2 separate regions of the Mus musculus genome follow, and region 1 is linked to region 2. The links are chromatin contacts, called in public HiChIP or PLAC-seq maps. All regions are on one chromosome and are shown on one strand. Each heading gives the region's core, a stretch centred on a gene start, on an enhancer-like site or on the middle of the called end of the contact. The rest is flanking DNA. Distances are from core to core; before and after follow the strand shown. Region 1 has its middle 13 kb from the start of Gm41591. Region 2 overlaps Foxp4 (forkhead box P4).

Region 1 (5,479 bases), core at 2,676-5,175, 110 kb before region 2:
AGAGGGAGAGGGAGAGGGAGAGGGAGAGGGAGAGGGAGAGGGAGAGGGAGAGGGAGAGGGAGAGGGAGAGGGAGAGGGAGAGGGAGAGAGGGAGAGAGGGAGAGGGAGAGGGAGAGAGGGAGAGGGAGAGGGAGAGAGGGAGAGGGAGAGGGAGAGGGAGAGGCCCCTTGACCAAACGGCCAGGCCAGGACGGCAGGCTCAGCTTAGGGAGCTGGGGTTTCCTTGGTTAGCAAAGGCCCAATTTCGTTTTAGCCAAAACTCTACTAAAGGATTTCTAGAAGATAACACGTTTTCTAGACTGGGGAAAAGAGTTTTCCAGAAAAGAAGTCGGTGAATGGCGGGATGCGACCTCTGATCCGGCAAAGGGGCCCTCCCTGGAGGAATGTGACAGGCGGAATCTGGGGCTGGGGCAGGAGAGCAGGGTTGGCCTCTCCCTGTGAACAGCCCCTGTAAGGCCTTGGCCTGTTTGTTTTTCTGTCTGACTGTTTGCTGGATGGGGGTGGGAGAGATAAGGATATGAAAACAACCTTAAAATAACCTCCACGGCTCCTCAGGCAGCTGCAGAGTGGGCCCTGGATCTAGCTTAGGGGCTTATCTGTTGTTACAAAAGGAAGTAGAATTATGAGTGGATTGTGGCCTGTCTGCCTGGCTGTCCGTTGGTCTGTCCATCTCTCTGTCTGTCTGCACTGCTTTCTTTCCCTGTCTTCCACTCCAGCTCATTCCCTTGTGTGCTCCGCTGAGAGGCTCTGAAATCCATCTTCTCAGCCGGCACACCGGGGGTAAATAATCCTGTGACTAGAGTTAGGGCTCAGGGCCTCCAAGGAAGCATCAGAGCGGCATAAATCTCAGAGATGTGGACCCCACAAAGCACTGGGGTCACACCCTAGCCGTTAGACGCCTTAACTCACTATCCAACTTCAACTCCCTCTTCCCAGCCCAGTCACATCCATTCAGAGGTTTCATCCTCGACTCTAGCCCTAAGCCTTTTGGCTCTGGGCCTTGTGGATAGAAGCCGGCATACACAGCCACTGTGATATCTGCGGCCTGCAGTTCCCAACAGCCCTTCCAAAGTCTCTCTTTGCTTGTTCAGAACCCGAAGTGGAAACTTCTAGTGTCTTTGGAAAGTTAGTTATGTCAAATAATGTCTTGATGGGGCACACAGGTGAAAGGATGTCTTGCTAAAGAGGACATGTGAAAGAACTCTGCATGATGGAGTATAAATATGACCCCATAGATAGTGGGAAGGAAGTATTATTTTGGTTTGCTCCACCTCACTACTCTTCGATAACAACCCACATGTATTGGTTTGCCTGACATGGTATTGTTGAGCTCCACTAGTGGCGACACCGCCATTGAGAGAAACTCACCAAAAAACTGCTCATAAGGTTCCTGCGGCTTCTGGTGGCTTCAGGGGCCTTGGGCCAGTTGGCAAGCCTTGCAGTTTTTTCAGGACTGAACTATATCTTCTGGTTCATGCGTGGTGTCTGCCTGCCTGCTGAGAGGATGGGTCTGCAGCTGCTGAGTCGTATTTGGTGTTTGCTACAGGTCTTAACTGTTGAAGGACTGCTAAACAGGTCCACTTCCCCCATGTCCTAATAACTTTTCTCTTCCACTACCTCTGCCGGGTGGTGGGCAAGAGGAGAGGTTGAACACTCATTAAAGTAGACTGAGAAAAACTTATGCCTACAAGGACCAGGCCATCAGAAGAGATAAACCCCTAGTGTGTGTGTGTGTGTGTGTGTGTGTGTGTGTGTGTGTGTCTGCCTGTCTGTGTATGTCTGTGCGTGTCTGTGCATGTGCATGCATGTACCCACACAGAAGGCAGAGGTCAGTTGGGAGTCAGGTCTCTCCCCACTATGTGGGTTCCAGGGATTGAACTCAGGTCCCCAGACCTGGTCAGGAGCTTTAATCTGCTGAATCATCATCTCACTCATCCTCCGACAAGACTTTAAACATTTATCAAGTGCCTACTTGGTGAAAAGCAGTTGACACCCACAATCATGTGAAACCCAGAATGAGTAGGGCACACTCTTGGCCTGGGCTATGTGGTCAATAGCATTCAGTCCTTGTAAGCATACAATGAGCCTCCATTTCTCCAAGACCCGGGGAGGACATCTGTATAGAGGACGTTCACTACCATGAGCTCTGGTTTGTTGTGGAAACCTCAGGTGCCAGGTCTCTGGCCAAGTGTCTGCAAGTTCATGTTGCTTGTGCCTTCATTGTGACCCTAGGAGTTGCAACTTCCTGTAAGTTTGCCATGGCTGGACCAAGAAAGAAGGCATATGCAAATTTCTACAGAAATTATGATTCTGAGAAGGATGAGAGAAGGAAGCTGGTACTGCTTAGAGAGCAACGTGATTCCAGGATGTAAAGGATGCTTCAGGTTGTGCTTCATGGACATTCATCACTGACCTGTGTTCCGATGAACCAGGAACAGGTCGTATAAGATGCAGTTCCTCTCAATAAATGATTAACAATTATATGGACAAAAAAAAAACAATAATGAGATATAGGCAGGGCTGTCACTTCTTTCCTGCCCCACAAGTAGGTTATGTCCTTTGTCCTTTTTCTTTCTTTCTTTCTTTTTTTCTTTTTTTTTTTTTTTTTGGACAAGAGTCTCACGTAATTCAGGTTAGCCTCAAACTCGATGGGTATCTGAAGATGACCTTGGTGAATATTCTGAGCATCCTCCTGCCTCCCAAGTGCTAAGATTACAGGTGTGCACCACCATGCCTGGCAGTCCTCACGTGTCTCTCTCTACTCTCAACTCATGTTGAGAGTCTCATGTGTCTCAAACTCAACTCCAACCCTAGGCTGGGGCTGAAGCTAAGTAAGCCTGAAGAATCCCACTCACTTGCAGGGAAGTTGGATGCCCTCCATAACTGCTCCACCTCCAATCATTCATTCACGGGTGGGGTAGGATTCCCAAAACTGAGACTCCTTGCTCAACAGAAGACTCTTAACCCACACACAGATGAAAGGCATTCAGTCCAGGTGTAAAAATTAACCCAGTCGGACCCTGAGCTTGGTGTCCCATGATGGGAAGAGGGGCAGGGCTGGGACGCTCAGCAGAGGAAGCTCACACTGGCATCCAGCAAGTCTTAACCTGATGAGGGAAGCGGAGCTTGAATTAGCTTTATTTCCTTTTGTTTTAATTATATTTATATACTTAGTCTTTTAGAGAGTGGGAGAGTGTGTGTCCCTACCACAGCACACTTGTAGAGATCAGAGGACAACTTTTGAAAACGGATTCTCTCCTATCGTGTGAATCCCTGGGGATCCAGTTCAGGTAGGCAGGCTTCGGAGCAAGTGCCTTTACCTGCCGGGCCATCTCACCAGCCGGGTGCTTTGTTTCTTTTGTCGCTGCGGAAGCTTGCCTGGCCCTCCTCCTTCCCCAGCTAGGAGAGGTTTGGCTGGCTGGTGTCGACCACGAAGGCAGAACACCTTCGGTATTCAGTAGAAGCCGAAAGGCAGGGGACAAATGCGCAGTTAGACAAGCCAATGAGAGTGAACAGTGACGTCGGGCAAACTGGTTTGACTGGATCCCAGTTACTGCAAATAGAGCTGGAGAGGGAGGTGGACAGAGCCTAGAGATGCCCTGGAGGCTGCATTAGTCAGCGCTTACACAGGCGCTGCTGTCAATCACTCAAGACTCCACCCTTATAACAGACCTCTGCTTCCTCACTTCCGGTCCTTGTATCAGCGGGGGTGGGGGGTAGCTTGGGGGAGTAGCTGGGGGGGGGGGGCAGAGACACAGCTCCACACTGTTACCCTCAGCAGCCCAAGGGGGTTCTCTTAACCCTTTAGGGCTTCAACTCAGACAAGCCCGAGATTCTTGGCTTTGACCCAGGAGTAGCCAGCATAAGGCAGACTTGGAGATTTTATTCAAAATAGAGAGACGGGCTGGAGACGTGGCGGTTAGGAGGAGCACTTGTTACTCTTACAGACGACCCAGGTTGGGTTCCAACACCCACGTGGAGGCTCACAACTCTAACCCCTGTTCCAGGGGGATGTTATGCGGCTCTGTAAACCCTATACATCGCATACATGGCACAAACATACACACATGCAGGGAAAACACCCACAGCACCTAAGATAAACAAGTAATTCTATAAAAAGAAACAGTAGAAAAGCACATGGAGAGGAAAAAAAATCAAAGAAGACTCCAAGAATATGGATGTAGGTTTCTCAAATAAGTCCGTCCCCTCCAACCCTTAGCCCCCAGGCAAGCCCTCCCCCTTTTAAAAACTCTTATCATCGTAGATTAAATTTCCTTGTCTCTATCCTTTTATGAATGGGACCACGAGATTGCGTCTTCCCCGTGCTTGCTTCTCTTTTGCAGCTGTTTTATTTCACTTGGTACAGTGTCTTGGAGAGTCTCCCAGCACGGAGGCCATTGCTTCCATTCCCAATGCAAACTTATTTTTACTGGGGTGAGCATTCCACTGTGTGAGTCGGCCACAGCTGATTCTTCCCCCTCCCCTCCCCTCCTCTCCCCTCTCCTCTCCCCTCCCCTCCCCTCCTCCTCCCTCCTCCCTTTCCTCCTCCTCCTCTTTTTTTTGAAGACCGGGTCTCACTCCATAGCCCTGGCTGCTATGGAGTTCTCTCTATAAAGCAGGCTGCCCTCAGACTCATAGAAATCTGCCTGCCTCTGCCTTCTGAGGGCTGGGCAGGACCCACCAAGCCCCCTATGTACGGGTCTCTCTCTCTCTTTTTTTGTAAAGTTTACTAGATTGGGGAGGAAGCACCATGGATAAAAGCGGGCACTGCTTTTGTGAGCACCTCAGCTTGACCTCCAGGCACCCTTGTTAGGCAGCTCACAGCCACCTGTAACTTCAGCTCCAGGGACACCTGGTGTCTTTGACTACCTAACTCACCTACATTCACACACACACACACACCCAATAAATAAATAAATAAATAAATAAATAAATAAAGACATTTATTAAAATTTAATTTTTTTTCTTTAATGCTGTTTTTTGTGGTGTTTGGTGTTTGGTTCTGGTTGGTTGGTTTGGTTTGGTTTTGATAGTCCTGGAAATTTAACCTAGATCCTCACATATTAATCTAGTAGGTCCTCACATATGAGCCTAGTAGGTCCTCACATATGCTAGATGAGCCCTTTACCACTGAGCTGTGCCCAGCCACATCTAATTTGTTTGCTTTTGTTTTAAGATGGGGGGTCTCATGTGCTCCTGCCTCTACCGCAGAAGCGCCAGGATTTGCAGGTGTGCATCTCTCAGCCTGATTTATGTAATACTAGGAGGAATGAAGCCAAGGGCTCAGTGCACACTAGATCAGTGGAGCCACATCCGCACATCCACAGCTTTGGTTCACGACTTTGAGTGGAGATAGGCTCCACCCATCCTTACCCTTGGGGGAATATCCCTAGTAGTGAAATCACTCGCTCGCAGGTTAGATGCCGTCCACCTGGTTAGAAGCTTACAGGGAGTGTTTGTGTGTTTCGCTGTCTTAAAAT
Region 2 (5,528 bases), core at 126-2,625:
AGCTGCACCACCAGTCCCGCTCTGCTTACTCCCATAGCTCCTTGATTGACACCCGGCCCCCTCCCCTCCTTAAATCAGACTTCCTGGACTGATCAGCCCATCTTGGGACCAGCTACTTACTTAACCTCCTAGGGATTTAGCTGCCTCCTCTGGATGAGGAAGCTGATAAGCTACCTCCCAGCTTTATAAAGGAAGATCAAGCGCTTGCCCAAAGGCCTGAGTGATGGCAGCGGATTTCTGAGTTCAAGGCCAGCCTGGTCTCGAACATAGTGAGTTCCAGAGAGCAGCCACGGCCTCTCTAAAAAATAAATAAATAAATAGCTAAATAGCTAGAGAGAGAGATCTGTAGCCACTCAACAAGAAGCAGCTGCTATTCAACCCTTTTACCTGGAGTCCTTTTGACCCTTGACCCTTTCATCTGTTGTCTTAATGGAAAAACCAATGGACTCTCTGAGCCTTGGGTGAGCCCTGTGATCCTGTTCTCAGTGACTCCTACCTCCATCCTCACCCAGAGGTCATGTGGACCTGTGATCCTCACTACCCTCCGCCTTCTCCCCCTTACTGCTCGACCCCCTCCACCCCCATCCCTATCCCTACCCCCACCCCCACTTCCGTGTACTCATCCCGGATCCCAGCCCCTTCTGAAGGCACTGCTGGGGCCTCTCACTGACTCAGCCCCTTGTCTTACAGGCTCTCCAGGTGGCCCGGCAGTTCCTGTTGCAGCAAGCCTCCAGCCTGAACTCCCCGGGGAACAATGACAGTAAACAGTCGGCCTCTGCGGTGCAGGTGAGCAGGGGGGACCCACCCATACTAGGCAGGAGTGGGAAGGGGGACCAGGGCTGGAGGGGGTATTCTTGGTGGGGTGGGGGCTGTCAGAGACTACTCAGAGAGCGCCAGACTTTCCGAGCTCCATGCTTCTGAAAGAAGTATAGTCATGGCAGGGTGGGGCGGAGACACTAACACCTCTCTTGTCTCCACCTGATCGGCCAGGGCTACGTCTGCCTAGTTTCTTTGTCTGTATCTTTCTGGACCTGACTCACTGGGGTTCCTCCCATTGGCTCTCAGGCAGTCCTCCTTTCTCCCCACGTGTTACCCTGTCCCTAAACTGAGTCTAGGTCCCTCCCAGGTTTCTCAGTTGAAGAATCACTAAGTCTCCCCTCCCCCCATCTCTCCCAGTCTCTCCCCATTTCCTGTCTCTTGACATCTCTCTGTCTCTTCTGTTTTCCTTTGCACAATCTGCCCTTTTTTTCCCCTCCCCCCTCCCCCCCCCAGCCTGTCGGCCCATCTGGCTGACTGGAGGGGGAGAGCGAGCGGGAGGGGGTGGGGAAGTCTGGCCTTCTGTTTACCTTTTGTGTCACAAAGAACTTGGGAGAATCGCAGACTGGGTCCCACTGGGTCACTATCTGGCCAACCGCCTTCCTCCCACCACCACCCCTCCAGCCCCCTCCCTGCTGTGGTGATGGGGGGAGGGGGGCAGAGAGGGCTGGGGCCTGAGGGAAAGATTAAGCCAGGCTCTGAAAGGAAGTTTATGTAAGGGGAAAATGGGGTGGGCACTGTGCAAAGTTGATCCTGAGACCTCTGGGGCCCTAGGGGACCTGGAGGATGTAGAACAGTGACATGAGGTAGGTGCAGGGTGCTCTCAGGACGCAGGCCCAGTGCCCAGAGACAAGTTATCTATGCTTGGGTTTTCTTTTTAAAGCTTATGTTTGGAAAGGGCTTTGAAAACATTCAAGGTGCCAGACAGCTGTGCAGCCATGGCGGTCAGTGGTCTCTGAGCAATCTAAGCACTCCTAAGATCTTCCAAGTTGGACGCTGGCAAAGGGGTATGGCGGGGGGCGGGGGGGTTGACCACAAAGTCTGGTCTGGAAAGGCAACCGAAGGAGGGACTAGGGGCAGATCTCCTTGGGCTGTCAGACTAGGTCTCATAGGATAAGGGGTCTCCCCATGGATGTTCTCTGGGTCTACAGCAGCCCTCCCCATGCTGGCCTGGCTTAGGACCTCTTTGTGAAACAGGGAGGTGTGAGCTCTAAGTGCCCCAGAGCCCCAGCAGGACAGGAGGAGTTGGGTGGCCCTGGAGGAGAACCGGCATCAGGGGGGACTTTCCAGCTGGGGGCTGGGATGATGATGGTCGCATCCCTAGCCTGCCTTCCCTGCCAAGGTGAGCGGCTGCGTTGGGCTCTGAGAGAGAAGGTGCTTCTTTCTCTCCTTTCTCACCTCCTGGGAATCAGCTTCCCCATACCCTCCACAGGAACCGAGTATCTCTTTCTTCTCTTTCATGTGTGTGCACGGGTGTGCATATTTGTGTGCGCATATGAGCGTGTGTGTGTGTGTGTGTGTGTGTGTGTGTGTGTGTGTGTGAAGGCCAGGATACCCTCACGGGTCACCCCCAGGACAGCCTCAGAATCCTCAGCACCTCCTCAGAGACAGTCTCTCAGTAGCATACTGGCTAGCCAGCAGGTCCCGGGGTGGGTGTCGAAGTTCAAACTCCAGGACTTCTCATGCATTTACCAAATGAGCCACCCTACTCACCCCACCCTGCCAGCCTGAATGCAGAGTCCTTATCCAAGGGTGGCCCCTCATACCCACGGGACAGCTGCTATTATTAATCCATTTGCAAATGAGAAAAAAAAGAAAAAAAAAAAAAAAACAAGGCTCTGAGAGGGTGTCTAACTAGTCCAAAGTCACTCCATGCCCTAATTTCTGTTTCTGTGATAAAGTATCTTGGAACAAAACAGCTTAGGAAAGAGAGGTTTTCTTAGGCTCACGAGTTTAGTCTACATTCATAACAGGGGAATCAAGGTGGCTTGGTACATCACATCCAAGAGCAGAGAGAATGAATGCATGCATGAGCCCAAGGGTGTTTGCCTTCTCTCCTCTTAACACAGTGCTAAGTCCCACCCCCACACACCTGTCAATTAATGTGATCACAAAGACAGTCCCTTACAGGCACTCCCACTGGCCAATACGATCTAGACAGTCCCTCATGGGGACTCTATTCTAAGTGATTCTAGGTTGTGTGAAGTTGACTATTAAAACCAGCACACCCTGCAAACAAGGGCAGAGAGCACACTGAGCCCAAAGAACTGGCTTCGGAGCTCAGTTTTATGAGGTTCCTCTGAGAAGTCCAAAGCCATTAAAACTCCTGGGGTCCCAGGGTCATGGGGTACTTGGGTCTGAATGAAGCTGAGCCCCCCCCCCTCCTGTTTATCCTGCAGCCAGCTTTGCTCTCCGTGTCTCCCACCCACATGCCATCTTCACTGTCCCTAAGGAGGACAGTGGAAACGCTATCCTCAAGTGGGACCCAGGGCCTAAGAGCCTAGAAATTGCTTTCCTGTGGGCTCTGGGCTGGTGGGGAAATGGGAGTCTAAGGCTGGCCCTTTAGCAGAAATCGTGTGCTGTGGATTTGGGACTTGAGTGACATGAGTCACAGAGGGAGGTTCTTGGGGCCCCGTGGGCACATTCTGCTCCGGGATGGGCCATTTGTCCCTTACCTCATTGATGATCTTCCTGCAGCGAGCATCAGTGAGTCTCCAAACACCACAGAGGCTGAGGGGGATCCATCGCTGTAAACAGGTAGCAGCCAATCCTAGGAGGCTCAGCAGGCACCAGGAATTCCGAGGAGGTAGCCAGGGTCGGGGTCATTGGCTTGTCAGCTCCACTGTTCCAAAAGTTGTGCCTTTTCTTTGACTGTGTTTTATAGAGTTTTCTTTTTTGTTTGTTTGTTTGTTTGTTTGTTTGTTTGAGATAGGGTCCCAGCCAGGCCAAGGTGGAATACACTTTCAATCCCAGCACTCAGGAGGCAGGGGCAGGGGCAGGGGCAGGCAGATATCTGAGTTCAGGGTCATCTTGGTCTACAGAGCATGTTCTAGGAAAGACTGGGCTACACAGAGAAAAACCATCTCAAAACGAAACAAAACAAAAAAGATAGGGCCTCAGTTAGCCCAGGCTAGCCTCCAGTTCTATAAATAGATATAGAGGAAGGGATGTTGAACTTTTTGTTGTTGTTTTTTTTTTTGTTTTGTTTTTGTTTTTTTGAGACAGGGTTTCTCTGTGTTGCCCTGCTGTCCTGGAACTCACTCTGTAGACCAGGCTGGCCTTGAACTCAGAAATCTGCCTGCTTCTGCCTCCCAAGTGCCGGGATTAAAGGCGTGCACCTGGCCTATGCTGAACTTCTGATCCTTCTGTCTCCACCTAGGATTATAGGTGTGCATCCCCACCCCTGGTTTGTGTAGTGCTAGGAGTTAAGCCCAGAGCTCTGTGGGCATTTGGATAAGTGCTGCCACTAAGCTACATTCCACCCTCCCTCCCATCCCAGTTTTATTTACTTCTTTGAAACAAGGTCTCATGGCTGTAGTCCTGATTGGTCTGGAATTCACTATATTGCCCAGGCTGGCCTCAAACTTGAGGTAATCCTCCTGCCTCAGACTTCGTGTGCTGGGATCATAGACACTCCACCCTATTCCTGGCCACCACTGTCTTTCCTGCATTCGAAGTGGGTGGAGGGCTAGGGCCTGAGCAGAGTTGGCTGAAAATTCAACCAGTGTTTTCCCTGCCGTGGCACTATGGGCTATTTCATGGCCTAGGCTGGTCTCTAGATGGGCTCACAGCTGTCGAGCCTCCTAGCTGGCCAGTGTCCATCCTGACCCGATCCAGCCCAACCCAGCCCAGTGAGTCTGCAGGGACCCTGTGAGAGGGATGCCTCCACTCACTTCAGAGCCCCACTGAGCCAGCCACCTGCAGACAGAACACAGGGCGAAGGCTGTCTAGGCATCCACAGCTTCTGCAGCCAACTGGGGAGAGGCACGGGGGCCAGAAATGCCTTTTCTCTTCCGTTCCTCTGCCTCCAAGTGAAAAACCCCAAGGAAGAATAGGTCACAGCATTGTCAGCCATTCACACCTTGGTGCCCAGGAGGATCCTCTGGGTCTCCCTACTGGGCAGGCAGGCCTCAGCGGTTGCTCTGGATGTTCAGGGAGAAATGGCTCAGCCACCTGCCTGGTACCTGCTTATCACTTAAGCATCTTCATTTTCTCCTTCCTGAGGCCGAGAAGGGAAGGTGTTCAAATCCCAGGGGCCAGGTACGGACAGTGATGCTTAGTGATTTTAAAGAACAAGCAAGGTAGCTTGGTGGGTGCCTGCCACCCAAGCCTGGCCACCAGAATTAGAACCCATGGTGGGAAAAGATCTCTCTCTCTCTCTCTCTCTCTCCTCCCTCCTTCCCTCCCCCTCTCTCTCTTCCTCCCTCCCTCCCCCTCTCTCTCACATACATACAACAATAATAATAAAATTATAATTTTAAAAGGAAAATAATAAACTAGGCCACAGTGGGACACACTTTTAACCCCTGCACTAACAAGGCAGAGGTAGGTGGGCCTCTGAGTTAAGTTCAAAACCAGCCTGGTTTACAAAGCTAGTTCCAGGACAGCCAGGGCTATACAGAGAAAACCTGCCTCACAAAACCGGAAGAGGAGGAGGAGGAGGAGGAAGAGGAGGAGGCGGCTGCTTTACCCTAGACAGGATCTCTCTAGGG

Evidence for each region. HiChIP or PLAC-seq counts read pairs in DNA pulled down with a chosen protein or histone mark.
Region 1: a contact with region 2 is called in an H3K27ac HiChIP or PLAC-seq map of embryonic stem cells, with 19 read pairs. The contact joins two enhancer-like sites. A contact is called at or near these places in 2 of 484 Hi-C or Micro-C datasets (bone marrow-derived macrophages and embryonic fibroblasts), 15 of 115 datasets of contacts at active chromatin or transcription factors (craniofacial prominence, double positive thymocytes, embryonic basal ganglia and 9 more) and 4 of 9 other capture datasets (adipose tissue, embryonic tail, liver and 1 more).

Annotation. Positions count from the first base shown.
Region 1 is chr17:48,000,232-48,005,710 of GRCm38.p6, reverse strand. No RefSeq gene overlaps it. Among named protein-coding and RNA genes, the nearest start is that of Gm41591, 13 kb to the right of the region's middle. Within about 2 kb of position 3,925, at least 269 of the 459 cell types and tissues checked have an H3K27ac peak or open chromatin away from gene starts, as enhancers often do. A contact at or near this core is called in craniofacial prominence, double positive thymocytes, embryonic stem cells and 3 more, where this site is marked.
Region 2 is chr17:47,883,383-47,888,910 of GRCm38.p6, reverse strand. Foxp4 (forkhead box P4) reads left to right here. Exons shown (of 17, transcript NM_001110825.1): 3 at 691-786. Among named protein-coding and RNA genes, the nearest start is that of Foxp4, 38 kb to the left of the region's middle. Within about 2 kb of position 1,375, at least 94 of the 459 cell types and tissues checked have an H3K27ac peak or open chromatin away from gene starts, as enhancers often do. A contact at or near this core is called in craniofacial prominence, double positive thymocytes, embryonic stem cells and 3 more, where this site is marked.